4 separate regions of the Sus scrofa genome follow, and regions 1, 2 and 4 are each linked to region 3. Evidence: chromatin contacts called from public Hi-C and HiChIP or PLAC-seq data. All regions are on one chromosome and are shown on one strand. The core of a region is the stretch at or near the end of the contact, and the rest is flanking DNA. Distances in the headings are between cores, read along the strand shown.

The links. A called contact is a pair of places that touch in the nucleus more often than the background predicts. HiChIP or PLAC-seq counts read pairs in DNA pulled down with a chosen protein or histone mark.
Region 1: an H3K27ac HiChIP or PLAC-seq map of alveolar macrophages shows a contact between it and region 3. The contact joins the enhancer-like site here to the promoter of CITED2 in region 3. A contact is called at or near these places in 1 of 5 promoter capture datasets (liver), 31 of 47 Hi-C or Micro-C datasets (adipose tissue, alveolar macrophages, blood and 16 more) and 2 of 2 datasets of contacts at active chromatin or transcription factors (alveolar macrophages and skeletal muscle).
Region 2: a Hi-C map of skeletal muscle shows a contact between it and region 3, with 5 times the contacts expected there. The contact joins the promoter of TXLNB here to the promoter of CITED2 in region 3. A contact is called at or near these places in 3 of 47 Hi-C or Micro-C datasets (blood and skeletal muscle) and 1 of 2 datasets of contacts at active chromatin or transcription factors (skeletal muscle).
Region 4: an H3K27ac HiChIP or PLAC-seq map of skeletal muscle shows a contact between it and region 3. The contact joins the enhancer-like site here to the promoter of CITED2 in region 3. A contact is called at or near these places in 6 of 47 Hi-C or Micro-C datasets (embryonic fibroblasts, fibroblasts, omental adipose tissue and 2 more) and 1 of 2 datasets of contacts at active chromatin or transcription factors (skeletal muscle).

The regions. Positions count from the first base shown.
Region 1 is chr1:25,279,378-25,282,442 of Sscrofa11.1, forward strand. TXLNB (beta-taxilin) reads left to right here. Exons shown (of 9, transcript XM_021087298.1): 8 at 1,541-1,636; 9 at 2,767-3,065. Among named protein-coding and RNA genes, the nearest start is that of TXLNB, 52 kb to the left of the region's middle. Within about 2 kb of position 1,369, at least 6 of the 83 cell types and tissues checked have an H3K27ac peak or open chromatin away from gene starts, as enhancers often do. A contact at or near this core is called in alveolar macrophages and retroperitoneal adipose tissue, where this site is marked.
Region 2 is chr1:25,226,997-25,230,176 of Sscrofa11.1, forward strand. It overlaps TXLNB (beta-taxilin), which reads left to right and starts at 1,606. Exons shown (of 9, transcript XM_021087298.1): 1 at 1,606-1,741.
Region 3 is chr1:25,154,348-25,157,383 of Sscrofa11.1, forward strand. CITED2 (cbp/p300-interacting transactivator 2) reads left to right here and starts at 1,305. Exons shown (of 2, transcript XM_001925774.5): 1 at 1,305-1,561; 2 at 2,024-3,036. The coding sequence starts at 2,032. The coding sequence ends at 2,853.
Region 4 is chr1:25,066,627-25,069,574 of Sscrofa11.1, forward strand. No RefSeq gene overlaps it. Among named protein-coding and RNA genes, the nearest start is that of CITED2, 88 kb to the right of the region's middle. Within about 2 kb of position 1,280, at least 32 of the 83 cell types and tissues checked have an H3K27ac peak or open chromatin away from gene starts, as enhancers often do. A contact at or near this core is called in omental adipose tissue and skeletal muscle, where this site is marked.

The sequences.
Region 1 (3,065 bases), core at 119-2,618, 130 kb after region 3:
TTTTTAAAAATTTAATCATAGTTTTAATTTGAAATAAATACTAAGGTAGGAAAAATGCTATTTATTCCAAGATACATAGTTTTAAGACTGAAATAGATATTACAGCAGGAGTTTTTAATCTGAGGCTTCATAGACTTTTAGCAGTAAGACCTTAGAATTACCAAAAAAAAAAAATTTGATATGCGTATTTCTTTAGGTTTAAGTGTAGTCCCATAGATTTCATCAAATTCCTAAAGGAGGTGATAACTTTTAATGGTTTATAAACTACTAACTTCATTTTAAAAATTATCAAAATAAAAAAGTATCCAAGGCTCACATAGCTTCTCTACAGAGCCCAGGGGCCAACAGCCTGGGGCCAGCCTCTGGCCTCCAAGTGGAGAGACCCAGCCTCAGGCAGTCTGGCCCGAAGTAGCAAGTGCCCAAGTGTGGCTCATCCAGGGTAAATGCACCTAAATAAACACATGCCTTATCCTTCACTTTATCCAAAAAGAAAGGAGATCCTCTAACTAGGAACAGTTTCAGTCACGAAAAAGCCAGGCTACCTTTTATTCACTTCTGTATGCCCTACACCTAGCCCCTGCCTGGTGACAAGCAGGCACTCCATACATGTTGCTTTAAGTGAAAGGACTCCAGGCCCCCTCTTCTGCTGAGTCACCTGAATATTATTCCACCTTCCTGAGCCTTAGTTTCCCCATTTATAGAGGTGAAAACAGAACTTTCCTTAGGGAATTGTTTCAAGAATGAAATGAGAGTTCCCATCGTGGCACAGCAGAAATGAATCGACTAGGAACCATGAGGTTGTGGGTTCAATCCCTGGCCTCGCTCACTGGGTTAAGGATCTGGCACTGTGGTGAGCTGTAGTGCAGCTCACAGACACGGCTCGGATCTGGTATTGCTGTGGCTGTGGTGTAAGCCGGCGGCTACAGCTCCAATTAGACCCCTAGCCTGGGAACCTCCATATGCCACAGGTGCAGCCCTCAAAAGACAAAAAAAAAAAAAAAAAAAAAAAAAAAAAAAAAAAGAACGAAATGAATAACGCATGTAATCACTTTCTGTAAATCCTACTGCATTCTACAAATGTAAAGACTGAGAAAATAGAAAGCTGCCTTTGTGTGGACACTTCTCAGATATGCCCAGATATTATCAACATTTTAATGGCTAAAAAGCCAGGCCAACTTTCTCACTAATAGTCTTCTATTCAATAAAGTAAATAACTTAAATTTCAAGTTTATTCTTGGGACTCAATAAAGCTATTTTTATTTTAAACAAAAGAAAAAGCATGACAAAACAGGAAGGCCCTAAGTAGTTCCCTTTCTCCTGAATTGGCTCTGATGCAAATAAATTTGTTCACCACTGACCCAGATGATTCAGAAATAAATCATGACTCTCTCCACTCATTCTTCATTCCTTGGTATTGAATTTTTGTTTCCTTCAGTAGCTGGTAACAAAAGAACTTTTCCTGACATCACATATGGCACCGACAGTTTCTTTGATATATTAACTAATCAGGATTAACATTAAAACATTCTAATTTCTATAGACCACTAAGAAAATGAAGAAGCTGGAAAAAGAAACAGCCACGTGGAAAGCCCGGTTTGAGAACTGTAACAAAGCTCTGTTGGACATGATTGAAGAGGTGAGGAAGCTTTTCCCCTTGCTCTTCTTCCCCTGACTAGTCAATACATTTATACTCAGAAAGCAACTATGGCCTAATAGCACAAATGAGTACCTTTGAAAAAGAGATGAATTTTTCTGGAATGTGCTATATATGATATTGCAATAAAAGTAATTACCACAAAAGACTCATTAAGAGCATTTTAACCCTAAGTCATATGCCTACTTGTTGATTCCAAAGCAGCACCACACCTGCTAGATGAATGTTTTAGCTGTGCTTGAATTTCCCTTGTGCCTAATGCATAACAGGCACAGAGTAAATTAATTAGTTGATTCAAACACAGTGAGAAAAACACCAGCCCAAGCACCCAAAGTATATGTTATTTTATAGACAGATACAGAGATAAATTGCTTAATTCCTCCAACAGTCATTTAAATACTGATATTCTTTCAGGCTCTGGAGGTTTTGAGACTATGAAGGCAAAGATACATGGCCCTTGACCTGAGAGGCAGGGCTTACAGGTGAAGATCTCTCCAGTAAACAAGTGGGGGAAAAAGTCTTAAAAGGTACATAATAGCACAAAGGCAGGGGTGAAGGAGTAAGATGATTAGGAACAATTTCATGCACTAACACACCAACATTTCTAGAGAAAAGGAGAAATGAACAGTTTAAGCAGCATCACGAATGAGTGCATGGTGAGTTTCTCCACTTATAATTACTGTTCTAACAATTCATCCCAAACTGCAACCAATTCCAAAGAGATGTGCTTATTATTCATAAACATAAATCAAACAGTTGCTTGATTAGCATATAGCAATTTATCTCTTGAACAGTTAAGGCACTGCTGACGGCCAAGTCCCAGTCCATCTCAATCATTTTGCCACAAGCTTCTGCTTATGCCTTCTAAGTCTTAAAAGCAGAAAATACATTTTAAGATTTTAGAAGCCTCAGACTGAAACTATCTTTCTTTCCTAAAGAATATGTGAATTAAAATTCTACCCAAAGACTCCAACACAGGGCAAGAGTGATGTCCCTGACCAAGTCCCCGTCCAGCCAACCCCTTGCGGTCAGAGCCTGATAAATTGCAGAGGGCATCCTTGCCATTTTGTTTTTTGTGTCATTTAATGTGCGTGTGCGTGTTTAAATCACAGAAAACATTGAGAGCTAAAGAATACGAATGCTTCGTGATGAAAATCGGAAGGCTAGAAAACCTCTGCCGAGCTTTACAAGAAGAGAGAAATGAACTCTACAAGAAAATCAGAGAAGCGAAAATGCCTGAAAAAGACGACCAAAGTCAGCACACCTCAGACGAGGAGCTAGAGTCAAATACCTTTGTGAGTGAAGAGGTTGATGCCGCTGCAGAGGAAGCCAATAGGGTTCACAATGCCGTGCAGAATCTGGCTGCGGCCTTCATGGTCATTCATCGTCCAGAGTCAACCGTCGACGGGTC
Region 2 (3,180 bases), core at 356-2,855, 73 kb after region 3:
GCATAGGCCAGCAGCTGTAGCTCCAATTGGACCCCTAGCCTGGGAACCTCCGCATGCTATGGGTGTGGTGGCCCTAAAAAAAAAAAAAAAAGACCCCCCCCCAAAAAAAAAAATAAAGGAAGTACTTTTTTCTCTCACCCATTTTAATTCGCCACTCTGTTATCAAATGATGCAGTAAACAGCTTCACTGCCTTCTCCAGAATTTCTTTATCCCGACCTCCACTTACTGGGTAATCATCTATCCATCTATTCAGCTTATGCCTCCCCTGACCTCAGAGAAAAGGGTGGGAAAAAGTTTGGGTAAGAGATATTTTAGTTACCTTTTGCTACTACTACAATTTACCACAAATCACAAATCTTGTGGCTTAAAAGCAACACAGATTTATTATTTTACAGTTCTGGAGCTCAGAAATCCACAATGAGTTTCACTGGGCCAAAATCAGGTGTCAGCAGAACTGCATTGCTTCTGTAGGATCTTAAGAACAATCTGCTTCCTCGTCTTCCTTTCCTAGCTTCTAGAGATTCCCCACATCCCTTGGCTTGTGGCCCTCCATCACTCTGACCTCTGCTTGGATCATCAACTCTTCTTTTCTGATTCTGACCCTCCCGCTTCCTTCTTTCAATTGTAAGGACCCTTGTGATTACATGGGACCCACCCAAATAATTCTGAATAATCTCCCTATCTCAAGATCTGCCAAGTCTCTTTCACAGGTAAAGTAATGCATTCGCAGGTCCCTGGGATCAGGTGTGGAAGTCTTTCTGGTGGCATGATCTGCCTACCACAAGGACATCAATATGCCCAGCCAGTCCCAAGAGCAGAAACTCTGATGGAGGAATCCACTTTGGAATAGCGTGGGAACACAATCTCCAGAAACAGAAGAAAATGGAATGGATGTAGGTTAAGAGAAAAAGGCATTTTATAGTAAATGAAGAAGAAGTTATTTTTCTGAGGAGAATTAAGAAAGAGATTGAGGACTTGAGAAGGTGGGAAAGACTTGGAAAAGCCACTGTGGAAGGTTAGAAAGCCTGCAACTAAAGAAGAAAAAGCAACTGCTTTCCCCAGGGCATATCTGAGATGTGAAGGCAGTTACCTGAGTAAGAGCTAGGGTCTGAGGTCACACCAACTAGCACATACACAAAGATGGAATTAAACCCAGTTCCAAAGAGCCATCTAAATTTTTATTTCAAATTTTACAAGTAAACCAAACATCAAAATTAAAGTGTTTCTAACATCTCCTTTTTGTTATGCCATTGTTTTTCTTTTTCCATGATTCCTATAAGAAATTTGACACTAATTAAGTTAGCATAAGAAGGTGGGAAAAAGATGATGAATCATAGGCTATACTGGAAATAAACCAAGAAATAAGAAAAAACGATCTCTGCCCTGAAGAACAATGCTGAAAATTTTTGTTCACAAAGGGGCTATGTACTGAGAGTTTACGTTTTTTAAACGACAAATCATGGAACCTGATAAGATCTCCCAGGTGCTTCTCTTTTCTAAGACATTTGCCCAGAAGACTGCTACGGAGGCTTGGGTATATTTCTCTTTTGCTGTGTCACAGGGTGTTCCTTCCCTTCCCCCTCCTGCCTTGATATGTGTGTGTGTGTGTGTGTGTTTAGTTTCTCTCTCCCTTTTAAGAACACAGCCAGCACGCCTGTCTCCTGCTGTTGCTGCTGCTCTGACTGGCTTTTGCTGCCTCTTGCCTCTTCTTTCTCTTTCTGCTTAGTGCCTGGCCTTCTGGTAAGTATGACAAACACTCCCACAAGCCCTGTAAGATGTAGGGTGCGGTTTGTGGTGTTTGAAACTTGCAACTTTGAGACTGCTAGTGAACTGTTGAAGAACTTTCCATTGTTTTATTTACCATTTAAATGTGTTGCTCAGGAAGGGCTAAGTGTGTGGTAATCTGCTAGGACTGCCAGGACAAGTGAAAAACTTTCTCTCAAGGGAGACACAGATGGCCAGTAAACTTTATAGAAGATAAAATTTAGAAGTAATTTCTTGCTGTAAAATTAATTGAGAAAGAGACAATTTAAAATAACAGTTCTCTGACTTGTTTTTTACCCCTGTGGATTTGTCTTGAGGCTACTTTTAGGAATTGAGTCGTCCTATGGTTTACAATGATTCAGTTATTCTGTTTTAAAGTAAATGAGGAGTATGAGTTTAAAGGAGATCCATGAACTTAATACAAAAAAAAAAAATCACTGATTATGGCCTCTGATGAAGAATAAATCAAATCTACAGACAGAACACTTGCATTTAGACTAACCACATTAAAACTTCTATGGACAGTTGGTTTTAAATTTATTGCTATGAAGTTTGGTTTACTTCGGATTTTATTTTATCTCTCAGAAGCCTCCCTAACACTTTAAAACTCACACATGGATCTAAACCAGTAAATGTTTACTGTTTTCAATTTGATTTAGAAAGTATTCTCTTCCCTTGACTTTCAAAGACGAAGTGCTAAAGGCCATGGCTCCTTTTAGAAGAGCTTAAAATAACTTCTGGCTGGACAGCAGGTGCCGTGTCTTTCTCCAAGTTCAGGGGAAACACAAGTTATATATAGATGAGTGTGCCCAACAAGCAGGGGTCAGGATAGAGAATCCAGTGATGAGGACAAGGAAGCTGTTTACTGCATCATTTCATAATAAAGGTGGTGAATTAAAATGGAGGAGAGAAAAAAATACTTCTTTCGAAGTTAATGATAACTTGGTGAGGGCCACATGTGGATGGCAATGTCTGTACACTGAATTTGCCGTTCTTGAAAATGTTCAAACATTTGATAGTGCCTGCCCTGAGAAGGCAAGGAAGAAGCTGTGCAATGCATGGAGCAATATATTTTTGTTTTTATGTTCATCCCACCACAACAGCAAACCTGTGCATTATTAAGACTCTGTCATAATTTTTTTTTTTTTTGTCTTCTGTCTTTTTTTTAGGGCTGCACCCCTGGCATATGGAGGCTCCCAGGCTAGGAGTTCAATTGGAGCTACAGCTGCCAGCCTATGCCACAGCCACAGCAACACAGGATCCGAGCTACGTCTGCAACCTACACCACAGCTCACAGCAACGCCAGATCCTTAACCCACTGAGCGAGGCCAGGGATCGAACCTGCAACCTCATGGTTCTTAGTCAGATTGTTTCTGCTGCGCCACAACGGGAACTCGAGGACTCTGTCATAATTT
Region 3 (3,036 bases), core at 55-2,554:
GGGTAGTGGCCCAGACCGGTGTTAGGGCTTTTATTTGCAAGTCAATGAGCCAAATGGACGACCAGGCTAGTTGTGCCGCGTTCTGGGAAGCAAGGTTATTATTATCACCTATTGCCCCACTGAGAAATTTCACTGGAAAGGAATAGTCCCAGCAGTGTGTATGCTCGCGGTGCCATACGGGACGTGCAGCTACGTGCCCACCTCCAGAACGACTTTATTTACAAAGCGATTACCATGTTATCTATCTGTTTTCCTTTTCCAGCAACAGCAGCCTTACTCAGCCCTCGAATTTCTTAATTACAAACCCGTTCACTTCTAAAGCAACCCCAAACCGTCTGGCAGAACCCAGAGGGAGGCTGTGCAAGTTTGCACACACCCCCATCTCCCGGATCAAGGGCAACAGCAGAAGCAAGAAACTGTATGTGCAAAAAGGTGGATCTAGGGACGAGGATCGCTGAGTTTGTTTACAGAGGAGAGACGCCTCAGCTCGGATGCCAAAGCTACCAAGAGCTGCAAACGCAAACTTAGCAGAAGCACACGTACCCGGGAGCGGCGAGTGGGCCCCAAAACGCGGACAGGATTCCCGGCCGCTGGAGCGGAGGCAGCCGAGCGCTAGCGCGCTCAGTCCACCTGCAGCTGCAGCGGGCTGCCGGTCCCCGCCCCCAGCCTCTGTCCTTGAGGCGGGGGAGCGGGGGGGGGGGGGGGGGGGAGATTCACCTACACGCAGAATATCTAGATCAGGTCACCTAATGCCCAAATAGAAACACAAAGGCAAAACCCAGGAAAGCGTGCACAGGGGAGGGGACATTCTTTGCCTAGGGCTTAAAAACGCACTGGGGTAAACACAACCATTCTTTGCAGCCTGGGTAAGCTTTGGTAAGCTCAGGGAGGCAAAAAGGCACTATGGACGGCGTGGGCGCTGCATTGAATCCCCTTTTCCAGTAAAAAGCAGCTCAGATCGGTAGGTGAGCTGGGGGTTGGGGAATCCGGCCAGAGGGGGGCGATGAGTTTTCCTCGCTTCTTTCCGGACAGGCGCTACCTCTAGGCTGAGAGTCAAGGGAAGATTTTTTTCTCTGTGCCGGGGGCCGCCGTGCTGGCTCAGTGTTTGTGGAGGAAACCAGGATCCGGGGGCCGCGGGGCGGTGCCTGGGACCGCAGCCTCTGCGCACGTGCCTCCGGCCGAGGGGGAACTCGGTTGCCAGACCCAGTCCGGGGTGCTCAAAGTGCCGGAATCCGCATTTTCCCTCCGCCCCCCCGGGAGGCTCTCGCTCCGCCCTTTCTGAAATCCCTTATATTGACTGTGGCCAAAGCCCTAAGAAACACAGCTCATTGTTGGCAGCTGCCGGGCGGTCTAGCGATCTAGCGAGCTGTGAGGCAGCAGAGGGGAAATAAAAGGGAACGGCTCCGGTCCTGCCCCAGCAGCCGCTGCAAGACCTCGGCGCAGACTTCGAGACAGCGAGCGCCTTGCACACCGGAAAGGCCACCTCTATGTGCTGCTGAGCCGGTCCTGGACCCAACGATCCCGCCCTCGGTCTTCAGAGCAGAAATCGCAAGGACGGAAGGTAAGCGCGGCGAGAGAAGCTGGCTGGGGCTTCTGCCAACCCAGTCCGACGAGGGCTGGGTTTGCCCGGAGGAAGAGCGTGAGGCGGAGCTGGGGAATAACAACAGGATGTGCAACAACAGGATGAGGAGGGCTGATTTAATGCCTGAAGTTCGCGGCAGGGCTACGGGGCACTTCCTTTATTAGGCGACATCGGGGAGCAAAGGGGGGTGTGGGCTTGGGTCCCCCCGCCCGATCGCAGGGGAAAGGGATGTTTGTGCAGCGCGCGGCTCTGTTGTAGATGGCAGGTCTGTCTTGGTGGTGAACCCGGGTGCACAGGCTCCTGGTGGGATCCTCGGGATGATCGCAACCGAAGTGTGTCTAGGGAGTCTTGGGAGGGGGGCAAAGGCGAGAAAAGGTGGGCTGCGCTGTGGTGGGCGACACGTGTGGCTACGGTCTTAGCGTCTGCTTTTTTCACTTTCAGGACTGGAAATGGCAGACCATATGATGGCCATGAACCACGGGCGCTTCCCCGACGGCACCAATGGGCTGCACCACCACCCTGCCCACCGCATGGGTATGGGGCAGTTCCCAAGCCCCCATCACCACCAGCAGCAGCAGCCCCAACACACCTTTAACGCCCTAATGGGCGAGCACATACACTACGGCGCGGGCAACATGAATGCCACAAGCGGCATCAGGCACGCGATGGGGCCGGGGACTGTGAACGGAGGGCACCCCCCGAGCGCGCTGGCCCCCGCGGCCAGGTTTAACAACTCCCAGTTCATGGCCCCCCCCGTGGCCAGTCAGGGAGGCTCCCTGCCGGCCAGCATGCAGCTGCAGAAGCTCAACAACCAGTATTTCAACCATCACCCCTACCCCCACAACCACTACATGCCGGATTTGCACCCTGCTGCAGGCCACCAGATGAACGGGACAAACCAGCACTTCCGAGATTGCAACCCCAAGCACAGCAGCGGCAGCAGCACCCCCGGCGGCTCCGGCGGCAGCAGCACCCCCGGCGGCTCCGCGGGCACTTCTGGCGGCGGCGCGGGCAGCAGCAATAGCGGCGGCGGCAGCGGCAGCGGCAGCAGCAGCAACATGCCCGCCTCTGTGGCCCACGTCCCTGCTGCAATGCTGCCGCCCAATGTCATAGACACTGATTTCATCGACGAGGAAGTGCTTATGTCCTTAGTGATAGAAATGGGTTTGGACCGCATCAAGGAGCTGCCTGAACTCTGGCTGGGGCAAAACGAGTTTGATTTTATGACGGACTTCGTGTGCAAACAGCAGCCCAGTAGAGTAAGCTGTTGACTCGATCAAAATCTCGGAGAAAGAAATCAAATCCCCCAACTTCTTCGGCGTGAATTAAAAAACATTCCCTTAGACACAGTATCTCACTTTTCAGATCGTGAAAGGTTTGAGAACTTGGAAACAAAGTAAACTATAAACTTGTACAAATTGGTTTTAAAAATTGCTGCCACTTTTTTTTTTTTT
Region 4 (2,948 bases), core at 30-2,529, 88 kb before region 3:
AATTTAAAAAAAGAGAGAAAGAGAGAGAGAGAGAGAAAAGACAATCACCTCCACACTGCCTCTTTAAAGGGGGGGGAGGGGCGAACTTTTAGTGGGAAAGGCTTTAAAACGCTGCTTTGTTCCGAAGGCCATTCTGAAATGAAGAAGGGGGATGACTGAAAAGGTTAGCAAGCAGAGGAGGAGTTAACAAGTAAGATGTGCTTTTGCTAAGAGAGGGTGATTTGCAAGGTGAGAGCCTGAGATGGGAGAAGGCAATTTTGCTGCAACAATGCAATCCATACCCTCTTTCTCTTGCTCACTGCCCCCCAAAAGCTTATGCCAACCCAAATTGGCGCTTAAGCGCTCATGGTAATTCTGGACTTGCTCTAAACATTCTCCTTTGGCTAGCCAGGCGCTGGAGCTTACAATATTACTTGTTGTTCCCCATGTTTTCCTAGCCCAGTGTAAATGCAGAAACTCTTCTTTGGAAAGAAACAGACACTGACCTGAACTGGTTTCAATTCCTGCCAAATATGCAGGCACTGTTTTTGCTACATTTTGGAATTTGGCTTAGACCCTATGTCAGGCATTTATTTGTCCTCCGAACTAGAATAGAGACCTAACTAAAGATTTTAAAAAAACATTAGGAATGTACTGAAACTTTTCCACTATTAATTCATCTGAATATGATGAATGTTTTTAGTTGCAATATCTCATTACAGTCTCCTGTTTACTGTGTGAGAGGGGGCCAGGGTGGAGGGGTCGAATGCAACTTCACCCCCTCCATGCTCCATAATTACAAAAACAATTCCTTTGAAAGCAGGGGGAGAACACCCATGTCAGCTATTTACAGCATTTTTTAAATTCTGTGGTTTTCAGAATTAAGGTTCAAAGTGAGTGTCACTAATGTTGAGTAATAAAGTAGTTTTTCTCACACAGAGATATCTTAAATTTAAAGAGAAACCTTTAGGTTGGGATACTTTTCTCAGGGAGGAAAGGCGGGGAGGGGGGAGATTTGGACCCACCCCTGGTTTTTCAACTCGACACCTTTACACCTCATGGCCCTGGTCCTAGCAGTGTTTTCTTTTTTCAGGCAGCTGGTAAATCACGCTGCAGGGCTGACTCAGAATGCCACAGGGCAGGGCCTTGTTTCCATGGGTTTCTGTTGACGACCCCCAGCTGTGGCTGGGTGACTATTTGTGAGAGTTCTCCAAGGGATGCTCCCAGGGGCCTGGGATGAGGAGTCCCTGGGGCCCATCAGGATGGCTCAGGCCCTGTGCCAAGTGGGTCACTATTGTGCAACTCCAGGTTTTTCTCCACCCAGGGCTCAGCCTGATGCCTCTGTCTGCTGTTGGCAAGGCTTTGAGTCTGCTGAGAACTCAGAAGCAAGCATCCTGGGGCCTGGAGGTGTGGGAGGGTATAACCTGAATGAGGGTAACTTTCTAAAAGGCCCCTTCTCGGTAGGCAGGATCAGGACTCAAGAATAGAAGACAGTGGAAGGGAGGATCTCAGTTTTCTTTTTTCTTTTCTTCTTCTTCCTTTTTTTTTTTTTTTTTTTTTTTTGGCTGCACCTGGGGCACATGGAAGTTCTTGGGCCAGTAATAGAACCCATATCACATCAGCGACCCAAGCCACTGCAGTGACAATGCCAGAACTTTAACCTGCTGCATCACAAGGGAACTCCCGCTTCCCTCCTTTGGTTGCCCTTGAACGGAGTACAAGAACTCCTTGCAACTAGAGGCCAGACATCCTGTCAACATTTCAATTGTGAAATGAGGAATTAATTTGATGGAACATATCAGTCTATCTTACCTATCTGTTTCTCCATTGCTGGACTAAACTGGTCTGATTGGGACACTTGAAGGCTCGTGAATAAGCTGACACTCTTGGTGCAAAAGGCAGGTCTAAAGACGTGGGTGCTGGTGTGTATCTGTGAATGCGTACACAAACGTATGTGAAGGGAGCATACATGTGAATTCAGAAGCTGGAGGCATGAAGACATTCTTCATTCTCAAGCAAGTCCCAGGATGACAGAAAGAACTTGCTACCAGCCAGGAATGATGTCACAGCCTTGAGAAGTTTGAATTGGCTACTTTCCTGAAAATCTCTAGAAACAAATCTTTTTCCATGCAGCCTTTCCCAGAACAGTGCCAAATTAGTGTGGACTCTGCAAATCCTGAATTAGAATTCTATTAGAACCTGGCTGTTTTTACTCCTGTGAGCTCCATAAGCATCGAGGCCTTATAGCCACAGATTCCTTCAACATGTCTCTGAACTTCCTTCAACATAACTTGGCTTTTAAACTAGAAATTATCCATTGCTGGCTTCTAATTGTGAAAACAATTAATGAGGTATGTTGCAATTTCCAATTCAAAGCATTAATGCTTATCATCATAAGCTTGAGATGTATCATTTTTCGCAGAGGCCAAGTGTGGAAAGTAATATATATGATTAAAGAGAACAAATTTTGTTTTGCATTTCTGCCTCCCTGTGAGCATGTGTGCCAAATTACAAAGTGATCAAAGTCAGATATATAACTATTCTTTCTTAGTATTATAAAAGACAAATAGCTTATCTAGAATTAAAACCACTGTTACTAGTAACATTTTTATATAAGTTCATGATAAAATACTTTTCTCCTAAGATTGTACATTTCTTTACAGACCATCGAAAGAGATGATATAAGTGAAAGTGTTTTGCAAACTGCAGATGTTATTTAAACATAAGGCATATGAACACACACACATACATAAATGAACCACCGTGCTGTATACCTGAAACTAACATGATGTGGTAAATGAACTATACCTCAGTAAAATAAATATATAAATATAAAGGATTTTCATTTTATTACAACTGTCGTCAAATTTTAACCATAATTTATTCTTTTCTTTGCAACATAGTTAAGAAAAGTACACTGACCAGGCAAAACATTCCAGGAAACAGGGCGAAAAGACAAGCGTTGTCAC